Linked DNA regions of Mus musculus: region 2 is linked to region 1. A link is a contact called in public Hi-C data. All regions are on one chromosome and are shown on one strand. Each heading gives the region's core, a stretch centred on a gene start, on an enhancer-like site or on the middle of the called end of the contact. The rest is flanking DNA. Distances are from core to core; before and after follow the strand shown.

Region 1 (5,087 bases), core at 86-2,585:
AAGCTGAATCTCCTTTATGAGTTTTGTTTTGATGCCTATATTCTGTGCATGCTCCCACAGATGGGAGGGAGTTAGGAGAGCCACCGCCCACAGCTCAGGAGCGCCTACCTGAAAAGGGGGCGGGAACTAGACAAGCAGGGTGGTCCAATGTCTGCTGTGTGTTCCTGATAAGACCCTCCCCTTGGGATTTTTAAAGGTGAGAAATGTCAAGGAACGCAGAGAGCGATTGCAAAATCCTTTCGGGCGGATATAGGATGTAACCAGCCTGGGAAAGCTAAGTAGGAAAGGACCACTCCAGTACCCACTGGGTGCTTGCTACACATGAAATTATGGAATGGACAAACAAATGCATAATGATTTTTCTTCCTGTACATTAAAAAAAAAAGTATCTAAAACTGTTGTTTAAAAAGTTTCTTTCTTTCTTTTTTCTAAATACAGACGTTTTAAATACTATCTGTAATGGCCCCAAACTGGAAGCGACCCAAATGCCCATCAACAGTGGAACGGATAAATAAATGATAGTGTGCTCGCACAATGGAGCACTACCTAACAATGAGAATGGCCATGCCACGGTGACATGCAACATTGTGGATGGATCGCTGAAGCATGATGCTTTACAAAAGAAGGTAGACACAAAAGAGGGTCTGTTGTAAAATCCCATTTACACTAACTGAAAGCAAAGGCACGTCTAATCTGTGGGGTTTGAAGTCACACAGTAGATTTGGTCTGCAGTGACTAGAACAGAGCCTGAGGGGCACTCTGGGGGGCGGGGGGAGGGAGATGTAGGGCTCTTTTTCTTGACCTGGATGTTGGTTACACAGATGGCTGGGGTCTGGACATATTTCTGAGCTTTACATTGGGATAAGTGCATTTTTTTTTAAAAAATGCTATATTTCAACTAGAAGGTTGGAAACACATAAAGTCAGACATACTTCTTAGCCTGATTCTTGCCTTCTCCTTTTTTACCACAGAGGGTGGGGCAGACGTGGATGTTATACCTATGTTATACCACTTTTTTACCTTGTGCTCCTTCTTGGTGTTGCAACAAACAGAGGGGATGAAGATGGAGACTATTTTCTTTTCCTGGCTGGACTGTGGGACAGGGGAGGAAGGGATAAGACCTGGTCTGGGGCTCTGGAGCCACCATCAGCATTCTGTAGTGCTCAGTGGCAGAGCCTACACAGGGTGCCTGCCCTCGAATTCCTTCCTTGCCTTCCTTCCTCATTGGGTTGGTGGAGATTCACTGTTTCTGCAGAGTGCATGTCCCAGCCCCCTGCGGCTCCCTGGTCAATAAGCTCTTTAAGGAGCTGAAAAGAGGCGAGATCAATGAAGCAGCCATCGATTCCACCTCAGTCGCCGATTAGTAGCAGGAACGCGGCTGGCCTAGGGAGCCCCTTGCTAATGCTCCACAGAGATTAGATTAAACTGGAAGCCCCTAGCAGCCCAGGGCAGAGTCCATCCTGCTCACACCAGGGTGGTCCTGACCCTCCCTTGTCAGGGGGCCTTTGCTAGCTAGATGAGCAGCCTGCGTTCCCCCAGTAGTCTAAAGAAACCTGACCTGTCATTCCTGGGCTTTGATGTAAGACTGTTACTTTAGGGTCCGACCAATTCCCTAATAAGGCAAACAAGCCCTCTGTGATTTGGAGCCCTCCTCCCTCTCCAGCCTCCCTTCACATCACCCCTCCTCTTGACCAACCCAACAGAACAGCCTCCATTCTTCTACCACACGATCATGCATGCCACCCTGGGTCACCTGTCACTTCTTCCAGAACGTTCTCACTGGCCCTCCCCTCTCACCACTGCTACCACAATCTGACTTAGGCAGCCTTCCAAGGTTCTTTGTGTACTTTCTCAGGCAGAGCAAATGGCAAGAATACACTGTAATTGCTTGTTTTCTTGTCTCCCCTGATTGTATATTTGAACCGCCTGGGAGACTTTAAAAAGGACAGATACAGATTTGGTTGGCCCAGAGTTGGGTTTGGGCACGCACACATTTACTACCTCCCTCTAGGGGATCCTGAGGCATCCCTGGGATGGAGAACCACTTAAATAAGAAGATAGGGACATTGACTGATCACTGATGCTCTAGGGTCTAGCACATACTGTGCCCTCAGTAAGTAAGGAAAGGACAGGAAATCTGGGGTGAACCTACTCAGTCCCTGGGGCATCCTTCTGTAGCAGACATCGATCTCTCTACTGCACAGTAGAAGGAACCAGGATACACTCCTAGCCTGCAGCTCATGGAGGCGGGAGAAAGAGGAAGAAACCCTATTGTAAAAGAGAATCTTGAGCTCAGAGAAGGTAATTAGCCTAAACATGGTCTCTCAGCAAGGGTGGACAGGACCACTGTCTCACCTAGTCCCTTTTTTTTTTTTTTTTTTTGGTTTTTCAAGACAGGGTTTCTCTGTGTAGCCTTGGCTGTCCTGAAACTCACTTTGTAGACCAGGCTGGCCTCGAACTCAGAAATCCGCCTGTCTCTGCCTCCCAAGTGCTGGGATTAAAGGCGTGCGCCACCACTGCCTGGCTTATCCTAGTCCTTTCTGCAACCCTTTTTTCAGGTCACACACATCCTTCTGTAGCCACCAATCCTGCCAACATAGCCTGGCTCCTTTTCTTTATCCCCTCATTGGACAGTCTGGCCAGCATGGCAGGCAGAGACCACCAGAATCTTCTTCTACCGTCTGACAAGGCAAGGAGGTGCCTCTATAATCAAGAGTGTTCTTTAGTGCAAGATTAGCATAAAGGACCTGTAGGCTAGTTTTCTTGCTGACAGGAGTTCGGGGCAGGAGAGGAAGTGATAAGAGATCAGTTGGGGCTCTGAAGCCATAAGTGACAGAGTGAGTTTCCCTGCCACCTGTCTTCCTGGAAGCACACCTGCAAAGTCAGAGACCCCTGACTCCTGAGGCACCCCCAGAACATAGCATCTGCCAGCAGTCAGAGATGGCATTATGGTGAAGCTGTGCACAGGTGTGGCAGGCAGGGAGAAGAAGACATGTATACTGGGCTTTAGTCACAGGTATTCCTCTGTCTTCTGTGTCTCTATAGAACCAACTACTTGTTCCAGCATTCCCCATGGCCATCTAGCCAGGGGAGCCCATCCAAGGGCAGGAGACTTTATTGGCACATTCTATCCCTTGTGATGGCCATGAAGATGGTAGACTAGGTCTTACATGTTCAGAGGAAACTTTCTGTATAAGCTGCCCTTCAAAACCATGCTTGAAACCCAAGAAGTCTCAGCATATTCAAGAGGCTGGGGAGTTGGCATGGTGTAGTTCAATCTCAGGATGTTTCTTTTGACATCTTCTCCCAATTATGGGAAACTCAAATGCACATTTGGATCACTGTGGTCTTGGTGAGTCTTCCCATTGGTCCATGTTTGGTCCTGTTTTTCTCTTCCTCATTCATGCGTGTTCATGATTTAATTGGTACCTTCAAACCTCCCTGTTACCACAACAGCAGAACCCATGCAATGAAGGTTACTTACCTGCAGGGCTTCCTTCTGCTCATTGCACCTCTCTGCCTTCCCTACCCAAGACAACCATCACCCAGACTCCCTCAACTGCCATTTTCTGGCTTTCTTTTATACACACACTTTGTCTTCATTTTATGTTGCCTAACATTTCCCAGCTTCTTTGACTTGTCGCTGCAAACCCCCAGCTTTTGGAGGCCACTTCCTTAGGAAGACTGCAAATGAGAGATAGTCATTCCATGAATTTTAGCTTCGGCAGAACTCTTATTACTAACATCACTTTGGCCTCCAGCTTCTCCAATGAGGTCGGGGGAGAGAAGAGGAGAGGGGCGGGAAGTTCCTTTTCCAGAGAAAGGTTGTAGTTATGATCCAAGGATTCACAGATTAGTTGAATAGTCCCTCTCCTTTCACCTTTCACTAATCCATACTTCTCAGTTGCTCAAGCCTTGTAAAAACAGCAGGCTCTCCACAGATCACAGCACTGGGGCTTGGGCCCAGCTATTCTTCAGAAGTCCTGGGTCTGAGTGGCCAAGCTCCTTATGTGTGTTCTAGACTATGCCTGTCCTCTGCAGGGAATGGAGTAGGTGTGAGCAAGCTGGTGGTGTGGGCAGGGGACTGGGTATGGCACCTAACACGCCATTACTGGTGTGGGAGAATGGGCCTGGTATGTGGCCAGCCCCAACTCTACTGCCAGTGTGCCATTCCTGGTCACCCCCACAATGCTCATTACAAAGCCCACTCCATACCCCACCCCAACCCCTCAGCATCTCCTCTGGCCAAGAACCAATTTTACCCATGAGTGAGTCTGGGTAATCCTCTTCAGGCCTCCAGTGGGAGTGGGGAGGGATGCACCTAGGCTGAAGTAGGCAAGCCTTTAGAGAACCAGGTCCCCACAGGGAGCCAAGTCACTATCACCTGCTGGAGATATCCCATACTTCCTCTGGTGACCCACCCATCCCTTATTCTCTTCAGGAGGAAGTAGAGGCTTCAGAAAGCTCAAGGTCATGTCCAGGCTGACCCCTTCCCATCACTGTTCTGTAAGTGGGTTTATGCTGGAGCCCTGATATGATCATCTTCCCTGGGCTCCTCCTATTGCTAAGCATAGGGAGTGGATACCATGCTAGAGACACTTCAGGAGGCCCAGGGTCCTGCAGGCCCTCTAAGCTGCAAGGGCACCCAGAGGGAGCCTCGCCCTACAGTTACGGATAGGGGATGGAGGTGAGGCCAGAGAATGCAGCCACTCTGATCAGGAGTTTCCAAACAGGTCAGGTGAGATGCTGTCTTTTGGCAATCTTCCTCCTTTCTTATCCACACCTTCTGTCCAGTTTATATCTCTCCGCTCTGCAGAGAGCAGCTCTGTTCAGAAGCCTCCCTGGGATCCACAAGCCCTCTGATGAATGGCTAGGTTTTGCATTGATGAGTCTCCCTTCGTGGAGTAGTTCTACTTAACTGTGTCACTCAAGCACACGAGGCAAACCTGTCTATCTAGAAAAGGATGCTGATTATAAGATTGGTCTCAGGCTAATTGTGTTGCTCTAGACCACAGACCAGAGCTGCTCGGCACCTGGCACCTGGTAAACAGTTAACAAATTGAGCAGTTATAACTGTCATTGAGCCA
Region 2 (5,247 bases), core at 492-2,991, 260 kb before region 1:
TGTATGAGTGTATATATGCATGTGCCTTTGTGAGTCTTATGTGAGTACATATTAGATTGTGTATGTGTGAATGTGTATGCATGTGTGCAGGCATGTATATATGCATATGGTATACACGTGTGAGTGTGTTAGTTTGCACGTGCAAGTATGCATGTGAGAGTATGTTTTGAAGATTCTAATTTAGCCTCCTCAGAGTTACAATGGCTCTGATGATGAGTTCTTGGAGTAGTTGCTTACATTGTGCCTCAGTTTCCCCATTCTAATAAAGGGGATGATAGATTTCTTCCTCTACAGATGCTGAAAGAGTTCCCTAGAATAAGACCTGGTGCCAGGAAGTCCTCAGAGCCAGGTGCACATGAGTCTGCATGCTGCTGAGAACATGGGTGTGGGGACAGACCTTCATGTGGGAAGAGTGGAAGTTTGGGAGTCAGAAGGTGTGGCTTGAGTTCCACACCCACTATTTCTGGCTTGGGGACTGATGTACTGGGGACCTTGATGGGACAGCCACCTTACTCCTCTGATCCCTTAGAGGTTACAATGTGCAGAGAAGCCTGGGGGCTGAGACCTGGGAGCCTCCAGAGTCTAAGCATCTTTAGGAAGCAGGGGACACAGGAAAAGGAGGCCTACCTGCCAGCCACACACTTCCCTGTGGGCAGCTCCACAAACAGGTGCTGGGTCTGTCTGCAGCTCACAGTACCTCTGAGCATTCTTGCACTTGTCTGTATGGATGTGGTCATACAGAGTATTGGAAGGGTCCTTCATGCCCTGGGGACTTCTGGTCCTTCCTTAGTCAAGCTCTGAGGACTGAGGCCATCAGTGGCCCCTCTAAGGGCCTGATGATCAGAGACCAGGAAAGATTTAAGAGGTAGCCTATTCTCCTGGTGTCTGCTTCTATCTTATGACACAGTCAAGGCCAAAGTCAAGGTCAAGGCTTGATCCAGCTGAAGTGTCTCCTACAATGTCTTGGGCACCCAGTCCTGTGGGACCCCTGTGTCCCTCCCGGTAAAGAACGCAATTTACCAATTTGAGGGCATTACGTTCCTCCAGAGGCCTCTTAGAAAAGAGGCTGTGAGGCCCAACCCAGTTATTCTTGCTTCCCTGACAAAGTTTGTCAAGGTTTCCTTCAAAATCTTTGGGTCGAGAGAACATGTGCACATGCGGAGCACCTACGATGTTCCAGGTACTGAGTGTGACACTGCACATGCCTCCATCCACTGACTCCTCTAAGGAACCAGGGATGCTGCTGCTATTAGAGCTTTTTATGAATGGGAACACTGAGGCTGGGTAATGTGCACAAGGCCATACAGGTGGTAAGCAGACATTTCAATGTAGCTCTGTCTGATCTTGAAGTATTTTCTTTATGGGATAACGGGGAGAGGGGGGCAAAATGAGGAGTTAATTGCTGGGCTCTGGCAAGTGTCAGGAGCTCATAGTCTCTACAGAGCCAGCACCTTCCCCCCAGGCTTTGTCCTCTCCCTCGGGCAGTGAATCAAAGGAGCCTTGACAGCTCCTCAGCTCCCTGGAGAGCAGGTTTAAAGCAGGGTGCTGGTGTGGAACCTGGACTGAGCTGAAGCTGCAGCTTGCCCTGACTCACTGGCCCCCAAGTTCATCTTTGGGGCACAAGGTACAAGCTGAGGGCAAAGCCATTGCTAGGGCCATTACTCACCAAGGCAACACCTCGGCAGCCAGCCGTCACATACTCAACAGCTGGACTCAGCTTCCCGTGGAAAGGAATGGAAATTGCATTTATTTTCCAGGAACAAAGAGACCAGCTCACACCGACCTCGCCTGTCTCCTCCCACCCTTGCCCTGTTCCTGCCTCTGTCTGGTTGCATAAAGACTTGGAGGCCCTTTGGAGACCTTGAGAGTGGAAAGACAAACAGAGCAGCAGGAAGGCTGGGACCTCATACTTGAGAACCATTGCCATCCACAGCCTGCCTTCCATCTATCAGGGGAGACAGACCCTGGGTGTGGCAGGGAAAGTGAGGGCAGGGGTACCCAGGTTTCAGGGAGAGCAAGGGATGCTGGGGTCGAGAAAGTGCAAGCTGGAACAAGACTTGTGCTGATCTTTTGTGTGGCGTATGTCCATATGTAGCATCTCATCTACTTCTCAGTAACACTTATCCGGACTCCCATGTTCAACAACAAGAACGAACAGCCCCAGGGAGGTCAAGTGCCTTGGGCAAGAATACAGCCACGCCAGGATGTGCACAGATGCCCTCTCTGTCTCCCAGGGGCTTTCTACTCTATCAGGTTCCATCCTGACCAGGAGTTGGGAATTCTGAGTTTCAATGAGGGGCATCAATGTAATATTGTCCCACAGGACCCTCTGGGTCTATCTATACATACCCAAGTATAGAATGAGATCACATTCTATACATGGCTTCCATGTTCCAAGTGGCTTCCAATGTCTATTTTAGTGTTGTTTTTCTATGGTTAAGAGGAGACACCAGGCATGGTGGCACATACCCAAAATCTAAGCACTGAGGAGATAGAGGCAGGAGGATTGCCACAAATTGATATAGCCTGAGCTATATCAGGAGTCCTAGGCTGGTCAGGGGTGTATATAGGGAGCTCCTATATAAAACATTCAAGAGAGAAGAAGAGGCTAGAGATTGGGGACCAATGTGAAGAAGTCTGAAGTGTGGGGAGGCATCAGGACATAGCCTGATGTCCTTGTGAAGTAGAGCAGAGCCTTTCCGCTCTCAGCATCCTGCCATCACCACCTCACAAACCCTGAATTCTTTGGCTGCAGCTTCCTGCTCTGCAGGTGCATGTCGGCTTCTGGAATGGAAATCAAAACAGCCCTGGTCCAGGGATGGGAAACCTGAGTGAGTCCCTATGCACCATGGTTCTCCTCCCTCCCCACAAGCCACTGACTCCAACCAACATCTCAGTACCAAAGTTCTCAGACACCTCCCTGTAAAGATACACTGAATAATGCATGTCTTAACCAGTGCTGGAGTGAGGGAGGTCGGGAGGGTGGGAGGTAGGACCTGTAAAACTGTGTGTGTGTGTGTGTAAGTGTGTGTGATGTGTGTATGTAGATGAAGGAAGAGAGAGAGCAAAAGCAAGAGAGAGAGAGAGAGAGAGAGAGAGATGATTCCTGGAGGCTGCACTTCTCCACTGCTTTTAAGGAGTGGGGTTCCCAAAAGGACTCCTGGCCAGAGAAAAATTATATTGATCCTCTGAACTACCATACTGAGCATTATGAAGTAAGAGAAATAGTTGGTTGTGCCTTCTGCAGGAGACTCCATTCCTAACTGGAAGGATTCTGAGCTTGATCAGGAGGGATGGATCCCAGTGGAGTTGGGGACTCAAACTGAAAGATACTTGCTGTCTCCCCTTAGGGGACTCCTAGGCTGGTAATGGAGGTGTTACCTTCATTGAGTGTGCAAAGCGAAGGAGGGAGGTATGAAGTCCAGACAGATGCAGGAAGGTTAGACTAAGAGATCTTCAAGACCAGACAGGAAGCTGCTGTCCTGGTCCAAGCCTAGAACAGCTCCACACAGTTCCAGGCAAGAGGTGTGTGCTTATGCATGTGTGTGGGTGTGTGCAACCTCACATCCAGGATGGGAATTTTTACTCTCCAAGTTTGTGCAAAAGGGATTCTATCAAGGAAGCTTTGAGACAAAATAACTCTCTTGTCCCTTGCGTCATTGGCGGGGCAGAAAAGCTCAAACTGGGAACAAACAGAACAGTAGAATGTTTCAGTCATCTGGGTTGAAGTTAGACACCACGCTTTGAACTCTGAGTCATGAAAGCCAAAACCTGAGACTCAAATGTCACCTCCAGCCAGAACACCGTGTATCTGTAAGGGGGCCAGGGCTAGAGCACAGTTACTTTGTCCCTCCATATTTATTGCGGAGCTTCCCTGGCCAGGATGGCTGTGGTACCAGTTTTCCCAATCCCAGTGTGGACACAGAAGAGGGGGCCATGGGGAACTGGAGATGGGATTTTCTCATATGCTGCTCCCTCCCCATCTCACGAGGTGAGTGTGGATGGTCCTTCCATGGCATCTGAATGGTTCTTTCATCTAAAACACATGTACACTATAACTTGCATAAAACAGTCCCGTTTTCCCTACTGGGAAGAGAGTCGAGTCTCAATAATCCAAAATCTAAGCGGTCTTTTCTTAAATTTCTAAGGAATTATTTTTAAAAATTGTGTATCCGAGAAAAGGCACAGGAGGAAGGACAAATGGAACGCACCACTGACTGAGTCTTTTTGATGCTTTGTGTTTGTATTTCATGAAGTCTTCACAAGAGTTTCATGTAGAAGGACATCTTACACTATCCATGCTGTTGTACTTGATACCAGGGGCTGTCAAGATGGCTCAGCTGGTAAAGGCTCCCGCTGCTGAGCCAGATGACTCTAGTTCAATCCCCTAGGACTCAAGTGATGGAAGGAGAAAACCAACTCTTGATAGTTGTCCTCTGATCTCCATATGCAGACACAAGTGCACATATGTGTATGCACACATGCATTAAATAAATGAATGTAATAAAAATTTAAAAGATAAATACTGTGTTATCAGGAGTAGGAAGTGTTAAGCCATCACACGGTGGAAGGCAGAGGTGAAGTATTGACTAATTGATGAGAACCTAAGCTTCATGACCTAAACTCCTTCTCAAGAGCACTACCTCCCCCCAACTGAGTTGCACTGGAAGTTAAGTCTCGGACGCATGGACTTTTGGAGGGGCCAAAACTTCTGAACCCTGGCCGATGATATTCGCTATAATCATTCCGGTTTTGCAGCTAGCTGAGTGGGGGAGCAGAGAGATTATCTGGCTCAAAACTCACCAGATAGCGAGTGAGAGATTTGTAGTTTCCAGTCCACAGCCCATCCTTCTTCCATTCCAAAATTAATGCAGGCGCAAGAGCAGAAACAGAAATAGCCTAAAAGCACTTCTTATTGAGTTATCCTAAATTGCCCTGCAATTATTGCCCATCTTTTCCCATCTGCAGTCCTCTCTGCTCTCCTCGCTTGTAGCAAGTGAAATACTAGATTCCCTCTTGGGGTGAGTCAATTCTTTTTCCTTCTCTGAAGAGAGGGGATGGGGTATGGTTTCTCTCTCCTTATCTTTGCCCTTTAGATCTCAAATATGCCCCTTGGGAAAATTTTTTTGTCACACTAAGTGACTTTACAAAATTGGAAGTGTTCAAACAATGTGCTCTGCTCCAAAGGGTCGTTTGGTGGCTCCCTGCAATAGTAAATCTGCAGGTGGGGAGACATCCTGCTGGGAC

Evidence for each region. A called contact is a pair of places that touch in the nucleus more often than the background predicts.
Region 2: a contact with region 1 is called in a Hi-C map of stem cell-derived motor neurons, with 2.6 times the contacts expected there. The contact joins two enhancer-like sites. A contact is called at or near these places in 3 of 484 Hi-C or Micro-C datasets (cerebellum, liver and stem cell-derived motor neurons) and 2 of 115 datasets of contacts at active chromatin or transcription factors (differentiating embryonic stem cells and large pre-B cells).

Annotation. Positions count from the first base shown.
Region 1 is chr11:82,256,084-82,261,170 of GRCm38.p6, reverse strand. No RefSeq gene overlaps it. Among named protein-coding and RNA genes, the nearest start is that of Ccl1, 79 kb to the right of the region's middle. Within about 2 kb of position 1,335, at least 5 of the 459 cell types and tissues checked have an H3K27ac peak or open chromatin away from gene starts, as enhancers often do. A contact at or near this core is called in stem cell-derived motor neurons, where this site is marked.
Region 2 is chr11:82,515,290-82,520,536 of GRCm38.p6, reverse strand. No RefSeq gene overlaps it. Among named protein-coding and RNA genes, the nearest start is that of Gm24612, 78 kb to the left of the region's middle. Within about 2 kb of position 1,741, at least 3 of the 459 cell types and tissues checked have an H3K27ac peak or open chromatin away from gene starts, as enhancers often do. A contact at or near this core is called in stem cell-derived motor neurons, where this site is marked.